2 separate regions of the Anser cygnoides genome follow, and region 2 is linked to region 1. A link is a contact called in public Hi-C data. All regions are on one chromosome and are shown on one strand. Each heading gives the region's core, a stretch centred on a gene start, on an enhancer-like site or on the middle of the called end of the contact. The rest is flanking DNA. Distances are from core to core; before and after follow the strand shown. Region 1 holds the start of FEZ2 (fasciculation and elongation protein zeta 2). Region 2 holds the start of CRIM1 (cysteine rich transmembrane BMP regulator 1).

What was found. A called contact is a pair of places that touch in the nucleus more often than the background predicts.
Region 2: a Hi-C map of liver shows a contact between it and region 1, with 7 times the contacts expected there. The contact joins the promoter of CRIM1 here to the promoter of FEZ2 in region 1. A contact is called at or near these places in 2 of 7 Hi-C or Micro-C datasets (both in liver).

The regions. Positions count from the first base shown.
Region 1 is chr3:35,971,873-35,976,942 of Taihu_goose_T2T_genome, reverse strand. FEZ2 (fasciculation and elongation protein zeta 2) reads left to right here and starts at 2,493. Exons shown (of 9, transcript XM_048047735.2): 1 at 2,493-2,809; 2 at 4,357-4,465. The coding sequence starts at 2,568.
Region 2 is chr3:36,157,777-36,162,846 of Taihu_goose_T2T_genome, reverse strand. CRIM1 (cysteine rich transmembrane BMP regulator 1) reads left to right here and starts at 3,086. Exons shown (of 14, transcript XM_066993908.1): 1 at 3,086-3,930. The coding sequence starts at 3,090.

The DNA of each region.
Region 1 (5,070 bases), core at 1,244-3,743:
TTCAGCTTAACTACTTCCTGTGTGGAAAGAATGGCCTCATTTTCTTTCTTTTTTACCCTACCCCCTTGATGGTTTTATTTCATACCCTTTACTTTATGCATTCAAAGAAGCAGTGGATCATCATTTACATACCACCCATTAACTGAGAGACCTGCATCTTCATTTTTTTTCTAAAAAGCCCTAGAGCTGTTCCACACCTTTTGGCCAATCTTGCCATTGTTTGTAGTTCTTATTCTATTATATCTTTCTGATGTCAAGGCCAAAAGAACAGAAAAAGTCCTCGTTGTTTAAATGTGGTACACCCTAGAACTAGCATATTTACTGTTTTGATTGCTACTTGAAAATGAGTCCATGTTCTTAGAAAGCTGGCTTTAATAATCTAAAATGCCCAAGTAATTATAGTTATTGCAAAGCCCATAAATGACTTTGACTAGGACAGATTGTTATTTTTGGTCATCCCTTTACATTTCTATCTGCTAAATTTCCAGCAATTTCCCTTTCTAGTTAACTGTTCCAGCATTTTTGTTCCATCCTGTTATGTCTGTGGAAGACTGTCGCTGACAAACATTTGGATTTTTCATGTGGACAGAACATGAAACAACTGTATGCTAATGTGTAAAATGATGGTGCAGCCACATTTGAACACTCTAAGCAGTCCTGACCTCCTTTGCCCTACTACCAGCATCAGAAAGGATTGTAATTGGAATGCCCATATAGACTAGGGCTTGACAGGTTGAAAAAGCTGTAACTGAGCAGGATAAGACAAAGGTCTTTACCTGAATGACACAAAAATGCTTAACAGGGAATTATTTTTTCCGCCTGCCTTGTCTCTTTTCAAACATCAGGTGGGAAGAATGAAAAACTTAAGGCTCAAAACAAAGGAAGGTTAGCAGAGAAACTTCGAATCATTGAATCATCTAGATTGGAAAAGACCTTCAAGATCTAGCTCAACCATCAACCTGACCTAACATGTCCTATCACCAAACCCTGTCACGTCCCCATGGCTCTTGAATACCTCCAGGGCTGGGACACCACCATGTCCCTGGACAGCCTGTTCAGATGCCTATCCTACCCTTTCTGTGAATAAATTCTTCACAATATCCAATCTGAACCTCCCCTGGCATGGCTGGAGGCTGCTTCCTTGCATCCCATCCCTTGTCACCTAAGAGAAGAGGCCAACACACTCCTCAGTGGAAGCTCCTTTCAGGCAGTTGCAGAGTGTGATGAGGTCTCCTCATAGCCTCCTCCTCTCCAGACTGAACAGCCCCAGTTCCATCAGCTGCTCCTTCCTCACAAGTCTTGCTTTCTTCTCCCTTCACCAGCTTCATTGGTCTTCTCTGCACATGCTTGAGCCACTCAGTACCCATCTGGTAGGGGCCCAGAACTGAACACAATACACTTTGGGATACCAAAAGTTTGCAGAGGAATATAATAGTAGACTTAAAAAATAATAATAATAAAAAAATGATAAGCTATTGCTCATAAAGACGCAATGTAAAGATAGCAAAGAGTCACTAGAGTGACTCTGCTAATATAAAACAAGTATCTCCAGAAGTTATATGCTGGGTAGGCAGCCAAACGGGGGGAAACATAATAGCCAAAAAGCCCCCCGTGCTTCAGTTACGAGGTTCCAATGTTCCCAGTGCTCAGCCCCTACTTGCTGCCTCATGAGGACCTACTGCAGCCTCAGGGCTTTCCTGTGGCGGTCTCTTTGCTTGCACAAGTCGAAGATGCTCACTTAGTTGTGGGGAGCTGGGGGTCAGCCTCTTCTTGCAGATAACTAGTTGTAGGACTAGAGGGAATGGCCTCAAGTTGCGCCAGGGGAGGTTCAGTTTGGAAATGAGGAGACATTTCTTCTCAAAAAGAGTGGTTAAGCATTGGAATGGGTTGCCCAGGGAGGTGGTGGAGTCACCGTCCCTGAGGGTGTTTAAGGAAAGGTTGCACCTGGTGCTTTGGGACATGGTTTAGTGGGTGATAGTGGTAATACGGTGATGGTTGGACCTTATGATCTTGGAGCTCTTTTCCAACCTTAATGATTCTATGATTCTACACATCCGAAGTCCAATGATGAAATTAAGCAGCGACTGGCCATTTTTATTTTTTTACAAAAGTAGGACAGCGTCCCTGAAAACACCTCCGCTTCCGCCGACCGGCACCCGCAGGAGCCGCCACCTGCCCTGGAGGCGGATCCCTATCCCCACACCGCCTCAGGGCAGGCTGCGAGGGGCGAAGGTCCGCGCCTCCAGCCCGGAGGGCGGCGGGCACCGCGCCGGAGGTGACGGGCGGCCCCAGCGCCGCCGGCCGTGCCGTGCCGTGCCGTGCCGTGCCGTGCCGTGCCGTGCGCTGCCCCGCGACGCCGCCTTCCGCCGCCAACGGGTCGCGCGCGCCGCGCTCCGCCCCCTGCGGCCGTTGGGAGCGGCCGTTGGGCAGCCCTGTCCCGTCACGCGCCTCCTCCTTCCCCCTCCCGCCCCCGGAGCTGCGGGAGGCGCCGGGAGCGCGCACGGCCGGGGGCGCGCACGGCCGGGGACGCGCAGCCGGCGGCGGGGGGGGTGTCTCCGGGTGCCGCGATGGCGGCGGCGGCCTCGCAGCGGGACCCGGGCGACTGGCAGGACTTCTCCGGCTTCCAGCCCCCGCAGGCTGGCGGCGCTCCCGAGGCCGCCCGCGACAAAAGCGGCTGGGCCGGGGGGGATCTGGGGGCGAGGCTGTCCCTCTGCTTCCAGCCCCCGCAGGCCCGGGCTGGCGGCGGCGGCGGCGAGAGCCGCGTTCCGCTGCGGCCCCTCACGGAGCAGAGCGCCCTGCAGGACGACGAGTGAGTGCGGACGGGGGGACGGAGGGACAGACAGACAGACAGAGGGGAGCGGCGGTGCCCGGGGAGGCCCGGCCCGGCCTGAGGGGACAGCGGGGACGTGGGGCTGGCAGGGCAGGGCGCTCTGCGGCTCGTCCTGGCCTCGGGGCCCGGCCTCGCCGCTGCCTTGGGAGGGAGCCCTTTGGCTTTGGGTCCCGGAGCCGCCTGTGCCTGCGGCCCCGTGGGTGGGTGTCCGTCGCCCCAGACGGGACCGCTCCGGCAGGCGGAGCGGCTGGCGGTGCTGTGCCTTCGGCTGCTTGCCGCCCGCCCGCTGCTCTGCTTCACCGCTGGGGGCTGACCGGGGGGGGATGGAAAGCAGATAGAGAACGGGATCGCCGAGTTGCGACTGTGATAATTGCTGTCTCCCCCCAGCAGTAGACCACTTCTGACCTCTGCTGCCTTCCTGTTTTTATTTTACTAGTATCTATGTTCTCTCTTATAGTAAATTTCACTGTTAGCTTGTCTTCGTTATACAATCATAGAATTAGAAACACTGTCTTCATTATACAGTCACACTGCAGCTTTTCTGTTACTTTGAGGTAACTAAATTATGTCCCATTCCAAGAAAAGGGGGGGGGGGGAGGCACTCAGCAAATGACTGGGTGTCTGGTATAAACAGTGAGGTAAGTACGCAGAGCTGTGAATCAGAGATGTTGTACAGCAGGAGACTCTGTCTGCCCTTCTGTCTCTGGCTCAGGCATTCCTCTGACCTCCTGTGATCCTAGCTAGGCAACCGCTCCAAACACGCATCAACAGCATGTTGCTGTTGGCAGGGTTAGAGGCAGGGTTTGTTAGCTGACTTGAGATGACCTTCTGACGGGGCTGCTCAGTTTCAAAATCTCGACTGGTGTACCAGAACAGGACTGCATATGCAAGCCTAGAGTCCATTGTATACTGTAGACATGATTAAGATCAACTGTGAACAAGAGTGATGGACTGGGATCAGTGAGAGTACTTCTAGATAAAGCAAAATTACTGTAAAATTTTTAGCATAAGTTCTGCGTGTTCATTATTCAGTGATAAACAGAGAGGAAAAAAAGTATGATAAAAGTAGCTAAAGCAAGCCATAAAAATAGAAGTTTCGCTCAGATGTTGCTATTCAGCTAGTTGCTATTCTGCTAGTTCCCAATTTTAAATTGCAAAATGCGAGGAAAACGAGAGCAACAATAGGGAAAGAATTTATAGCTGAGATCAAATTTCATTAGGGGAGGGCTTGCCCACTCCCCAGGAAGATTTTGAGTATAGTTATGTAATTAGCAATGTGGCTGTCTCTTTGTTACCTTGCTTTATATTACTGCTGTGCATAAATTTTACATTTAAAATGAGAAATAAATGGGGTTTATTGAAAACCATTGTCACTTGACTTCAGAACTTGATAAAAAATAGTGTCAGTAACTTGCAGATGAATGTTTAGTAGTCATTGATTGAAATATGTTATCATTACAGATACGGTTACTGCTGATCAGTTTTTGTTTTAAGTTCTCCATCTTCATTTTTATTCTTCTCTCCAGGATCTGGAATGCCTTGACTGATAATTATGGTAATGTAATGCCAGTTGACTGGAAATCTTCCCACACCAGAGCTTTGCACTTGCCAACGCTGAATCTTTCAGAAAAAGGGGTAAGTTCTGATCAGTAAAAATACCCCTTCTTGGATCTTTTATACTCAGCAGGAAAATAAAGCAATTTGCTTTTCTATAAAGGAGTGTTGCTATTAAATAGCTTAAAATATTTTGCTTGACATTAGACATGAGGTTTTTAAAAAAATAATAGAAAGACAAACAGCCATTGATGTATGTTTGCTTCTGTTTGGGTTGGAGTAATACAGGGTTAGATGGATGTTTATTAGAGGCCAATGTTAATTAGATCAGAGCATGAGAGGTAACATTTATGTGGAATGATTTCTCATTGTACAAATCTTTCTCCTATCTGTTTTATCTTGAACAGTGTTCTGGGTAAGGGAGGAGAAAAGGGAGTATTCTGATTTAGTAAATCCATTGTGGACTTTTTCAAAGTTGATCTCATTCTGCAGTCAGGTAGAGACTGAAGTAGATTCTTTAACAGAAAAGACAACCCAGGGGTCACTGAAGTGTAATCTTTTGTTTTGTATTTCTTATTTAACAAGTGAAATGGTTTTCTAGAGAAAGAAGAGCTCGAGCAATGTTTATAGAAGGGTTTGTCCACTGATCTTCTTAAAAGTGGATTAAAACACTTCGGTAAGAAAAG
Region 2 (5,070 bases), core at 1,837-4,336, 190 kb before region 1:
TAGTAGCTTTCTCATTAGCACTGCGTGGTTTTGAAAAAGCTCCAATTACGTGACGACCAAGCAAGCTCTACAGCTCCGCTCCTATTAGTGCTGCAACTTCATCCAGCCTAGATGTGGCTTCAATACAACACTAGTATTACAGAAAAGCAAGCCCAGGAAAATTCAGCTGCTACAGCCTGTTTGTCAGAATGCTTTTCATCCTCCCACAGTTGAATTTTGCAGTATTTACTAAACTGTTTCTAGGGGAAATTAGGAGCTGGATCTCACTTCAGTAGCTGAATCTACTTACTCCTAAGTGATTTGGATCTTAGGATCTAAATCCCTTAGTAAACCAAGAGGCAGTAAATCAAGTCAATTTCCCTGTAAGAATCCTTCACTGTTTCTTGCTGGGGAAAGCAGTGAAATTCACCTTCCCTGTAAAGTCATCAAATATCAGATTTGCTGATTTCGAAGGAGTACCTCATTGTCCCTATGGACTCCTCTCAGGTTTGGGGCAAGAGCCTTTTCTACCTTTCCTGCTGAAGCTGTGCCACTGTGCAATGAAATATTTAGTGGGGCCAGAAAAGGGAAATACAAGCATGTGCATGAGTAGTTTACGACTTGCACCTAAAGGACAAGGCCTGAGGAGACAAGAACCCTAAATTTTATACTTGTAGCACAAATATTTCTGTGGTTTGCTCCCTTACATGAAGCTATTATGGGTTAAACAGCCTATGACGCAGGGCACTAATCCTGCTCACAGCTGAAGCCTCTCTCTGTTGGCACTCAGCTCAAAAGTTTGCTCTCTTTTTCTCGGGGCCCTACAACTTTCTTATCTGAGCTGTTCCTAGCTTTCCTCTTCATCTGGTTTTGTACTGCTTCTAGCACTTCTTTGTTCCCACACATGCAAAGACACAGTAGGTCCTACGAATTCTTTGTGCCTTGAGTATACCGCACATCAGTACAGTACAGGACTGGTAGGTCAGGCATGTCTGGGAAATATTGAACCTATTGCGCACAGGTCCTGGAAAAATACCTACATGTTTTTCATAGACCAGTTGATTTTTCCACACAGAAGTATTAACATTCTGTAATCAGATCACTTTTCATCTTTTGATAAACTAAGACCATTGAATTCAAGTCTTCGTTAGGTATTGTATCGTGCATCCTCTCCAGCACTGAAATCAGTTTTGTAACTCCTGTCTGCACAGACTCAGATTCGTGAATAGTATTTTAAAAATACAGCCACAGGAAATGTATGCCTCATTCTAAAACCAATCTCAGCAAAGCTACACACTGAAGGTATGTTTTTACATACTGCTTTTACCCAAATCACAGCGGGGTTTTTTTTTTGGTGGAAACTTCTGGTGAATCAAAAGTACTCTGACCCCTGCAGGTGCGTTGGGAGATTGATTTGAGTGTCCTGAGGCTGACAGACCAGAATTTTTGAAGAAACATTTTACAGAACTTCTTGCTCGGTGCATTGATATGCCCAGGAGTATCACCAGTTTGCCATAACGCTCAGAGCCTGAGTGCTTGGCTTGCTAATACGAACTCCAGTGCTCTCCTGTCTTACTGCTTTACAGAACACAGCAATGAACCGTGTTGTGTTTTGTTTCCTCTCAAATGGATTTGCTGGATTTGTTTATACCAAAACATGGGGCCTTTAATGAGATCACCTTATCATTTGCTTTCCAACTCTGTTCAAAAATATTGTATCAGTTCAAATGCTGATGCCTGGTAGATGGTTGCTTCTCATTGTCCATTACTTTTTGAGATATGTCAGCTAAATGGCCCTAATCCATGTAGCGCATGCTGTACGGGCGGCATTTCATCACAGTAATGTTGTACTGAAAAACACAGACCAAGACAAGTGCCTTGCAAGCTACTGGGGCGAATTAAAACATTTGTAGTTCTTGAAAAATAAACTTTAAAAACTTAGTTTAAATTCTGAATGGATCCGAATACAGTCAGCCAGTCTGATATGATGAAGACGTGATTATTTTTAATAGAGAAAATGCTTTATTTTTCACCGTCAGGTTACACAGCTGCACTGTTTCCATTAGAGATGGGCCTATGATGGTGACGGGGAACCTTTGCTACAAGGAGACACTTCGGCAGGAATGCATGAGGGCGATTTACAGGGCTTTTTCCACAGCAAAAAGATACACCGTTGCTGACAAAGCTTTACTGTAGCGCTCCTCCTGCTGCTGGCAGCAAGTTGCCTTTTGCCTTGCCCTCACGCAGATCTCCCGTCGACACCATAACTGGCTCTTTCTCAGAACGCGGGCGTTTGGAGGAGCCGTGCAAGCCATACCCTGGCACCCTCCTTAATCACCTAGATTAAGTTTCCAGAGCCTCCCTCCTAAAATTTCCCTCAGCGTTGGCACCGCTGCGGGCAACCGACGGCTCCCCGGGCCCGGCGTTGCGCAGCTGCCCTCACCCCACCTGCCTAGCGAACCGCTTCGTTCCCTCCATCCCCCCAACTCCGTGACGCTGTGGCGGCGGAGTAAGCCTCCCGCACAGCCCTCAGGCCCCCCGGGCCGCCGCGGAGAGCCTGCCCTTCCTTCCCGGAGCCGCCGGGCTGCGGCGGGGGCAGCCTCTGGGCAGCAGCAGCTCCCTGCGTGCGGCGGGGCACGGAGCGCCGCCGCCTGCTGGCCCTGCGGGGGCGCCGCCGGCCGCGGGGAGCCCGGGACGCGGCCGCCGTGCGAAGGGCAGCGGGGAGCGGCCCGCAGAGCCCCGGCGCTGCGGGGACGGGACGGGAAGGGACGGGACGGTGCGCGGGGGGCTCCCCGTCCCGCACCCCTCACGGGGAGAAGGGAGAGGAGGAGGAGGAGGAGGAGGAGGAGGAGGAGGAGGGGCGCGGGGCCCCTCTCCGCCCACGGGGTCCCCCCGGGGTCCTGCCCCCCCGCCTCGCCCCGCTCGGAGCCCCGGGCGGGGGAGGGGAGGGGCGGGACGGGACTGGGGGAGGCGGCGGCCGCCGTGGGGCCCAGGCTGCTGCCGCCGCCCGCCTCGGCTGCGTCGCTCCCCAGCCCCGGGAGCTGGGGGGAGAGGAGGAGGAGGAGGAGGAGGAGGAGGAGGGAGGGCGGGGCCCGCCGGGGAGCTAGCCAATGGGAAGGCGCGGAGGGGCATCGGAGGCGGGGAGAGGGCGATCGCCGCCCAATGGGGGAAGGGCAGAGGGCGCACTCGGAGCGGGGCGAGTCGCAGGCAGGAGGCGAGTCGGGGCTCGGGCAGCGAGCGGGGCGCAGCGCGGGGAGCGCGGCGGAGCTCGGCGGGGCACAGCGCAGCGCAGCACCAGCAGCCGTCGCCGCGCCCAGGGGCTCGCGGCCGCCTGCCGCTCACTGGCCTTGGACGGGACCGCCGGGGCCGGGAGCCGCGGGACGGCCGGACCGACGGACGCCGCTTCCCGGAGGGGGCAGCGGGCGGAGCCGCCGCCGCCCGGCGCAGAAGTTTGGCTGAAGCGGCCGCCGCCGAGCGAGGAAACTTTCCTCGGGGGGCCGCGGGCGGGGGCGGCGGGAAGGAGCCGCGGCACGCTCGGGTCCGCCGCCCGGCGCGGGGGCTCCGGCGGGGCTCCCCCCGGCGCCGGGATGTACCTGGCAGCGGTCTCGGCGGGGAGGAGGCGCCCGGGCGGAGACGGCGGAGGTGGCGGCGGCTGGCACCTGGCGGCGGCGGGGTGGCTGCTGCTGCTGGCGCTGCTGCTGGGCGAGTCGGGGACGCGGGCGCTCGTCTGCCTGCCCTGCGACGAGTCCAAGTGCGAAGAGCCCAAGAGCTGCCCCGGCAGCATCGTCCTGGGCATCTGCGGCTGCTGCTTCATGTGCGCCCGGCAGCGCAACGAGAGCTGCGGGGGCGTCTACGGGCTGCACGGCGCCTGCGACCGGGGGCTGCGCTGTGTCATCCGCCCGCCGCTCAACGGCGACTCCATCACCGAGTACGAAGTGGGCGTCTGCGAAGGTGAGAGGCGGACGGAGACCCCCCCCCCCCCCCAGCCCTCCTCCCTCCGGTCCCCGGGTCCTCCGAGAACCCGACCCCCGGCGGCGGGACCCGAGGCGGGGCCGCCCCGCTCCGCCCGAGGTGGGGAGCCCGGGGCCGCCCCGCTCGGCTCCTGCTCCGCTCCTTCTTTGCTTTGCTCTGCCCGGCCCCCGCCGCCAGTGCGGCTTTCGGGCCCTTCTGCCCGGCAGACTGCTGAAAAGTTTTTTTTACCCTTCAGTTTTGGTAGCTTAAGCTAACGTCGGGCGCTCCCAGTTTCATCGCTTCCTTAGTAGCTCGGTAGCTTGCGTCAAGCCGGCCAGCTACTGATCCCCTGCTCGGGTTGCTCGGTAAGAGAGGACCTGGCAGCGGCTTGCCAGATTGAGATCAGGGGAGGTCAGTGCTACACGCATGATGTCTGTTCCGGATTCCTCCTCTGTAAGGAAACACAAAGGCTGATCATCTGTTGTGAAGTTTTCCTTCCTGTTCCTGTCACTTAATATCTGCCCGCCCGCACATGCTGGGTGCACGATAAGGCAGGCTGGCTTTTCCCTGCTCCCACAGCAAGAGGGATCCCCAGGCCCCGACTCTTCCCCAAGTCCCCCCGGCTGCTCTCCCGCTGCTTGCGAGGTGATGAGCTAGCACAGGGCACGAGAGAAGTTTGCTTGCACCCCCTCTTCAAATTGTGTGTCTATTGGAGAGCTTAAATTTTCTTCTTTATGCTTTTTTACAAAAGGCCAAAGAGAAGTCTTTTAGTCTCCCTTGTTTTGCCCTGTCCCTCCAGCTCTCTCTTCCCCCAAGTCGAGGGAAAACATGGCGCTGTAAAGAGATTACAAATAACCAGTAGTTTGGGATATGTATAAATGTATGTGAGACTTAGAGTGCGAGCTTCGACAATTCTGGAAAATAAGAGCAAGGCTTGCTCCTCTCAGCGGGTAGAGGGCAGTAGAAAGTCCAGAAAGCTGTTGAGGCAGCATCTGTCCAAAAACTTGCATTTAAAATGATACACTGTTTTGAGAGAACTAAAACTGATCCTTTTTAGTGGGCATCTGACCTTTATTCTGGCACAGGTTATTATTTGAAACTCCGTTCACTTTGCTCACGAGTGAATCGCATCAAGTCAGG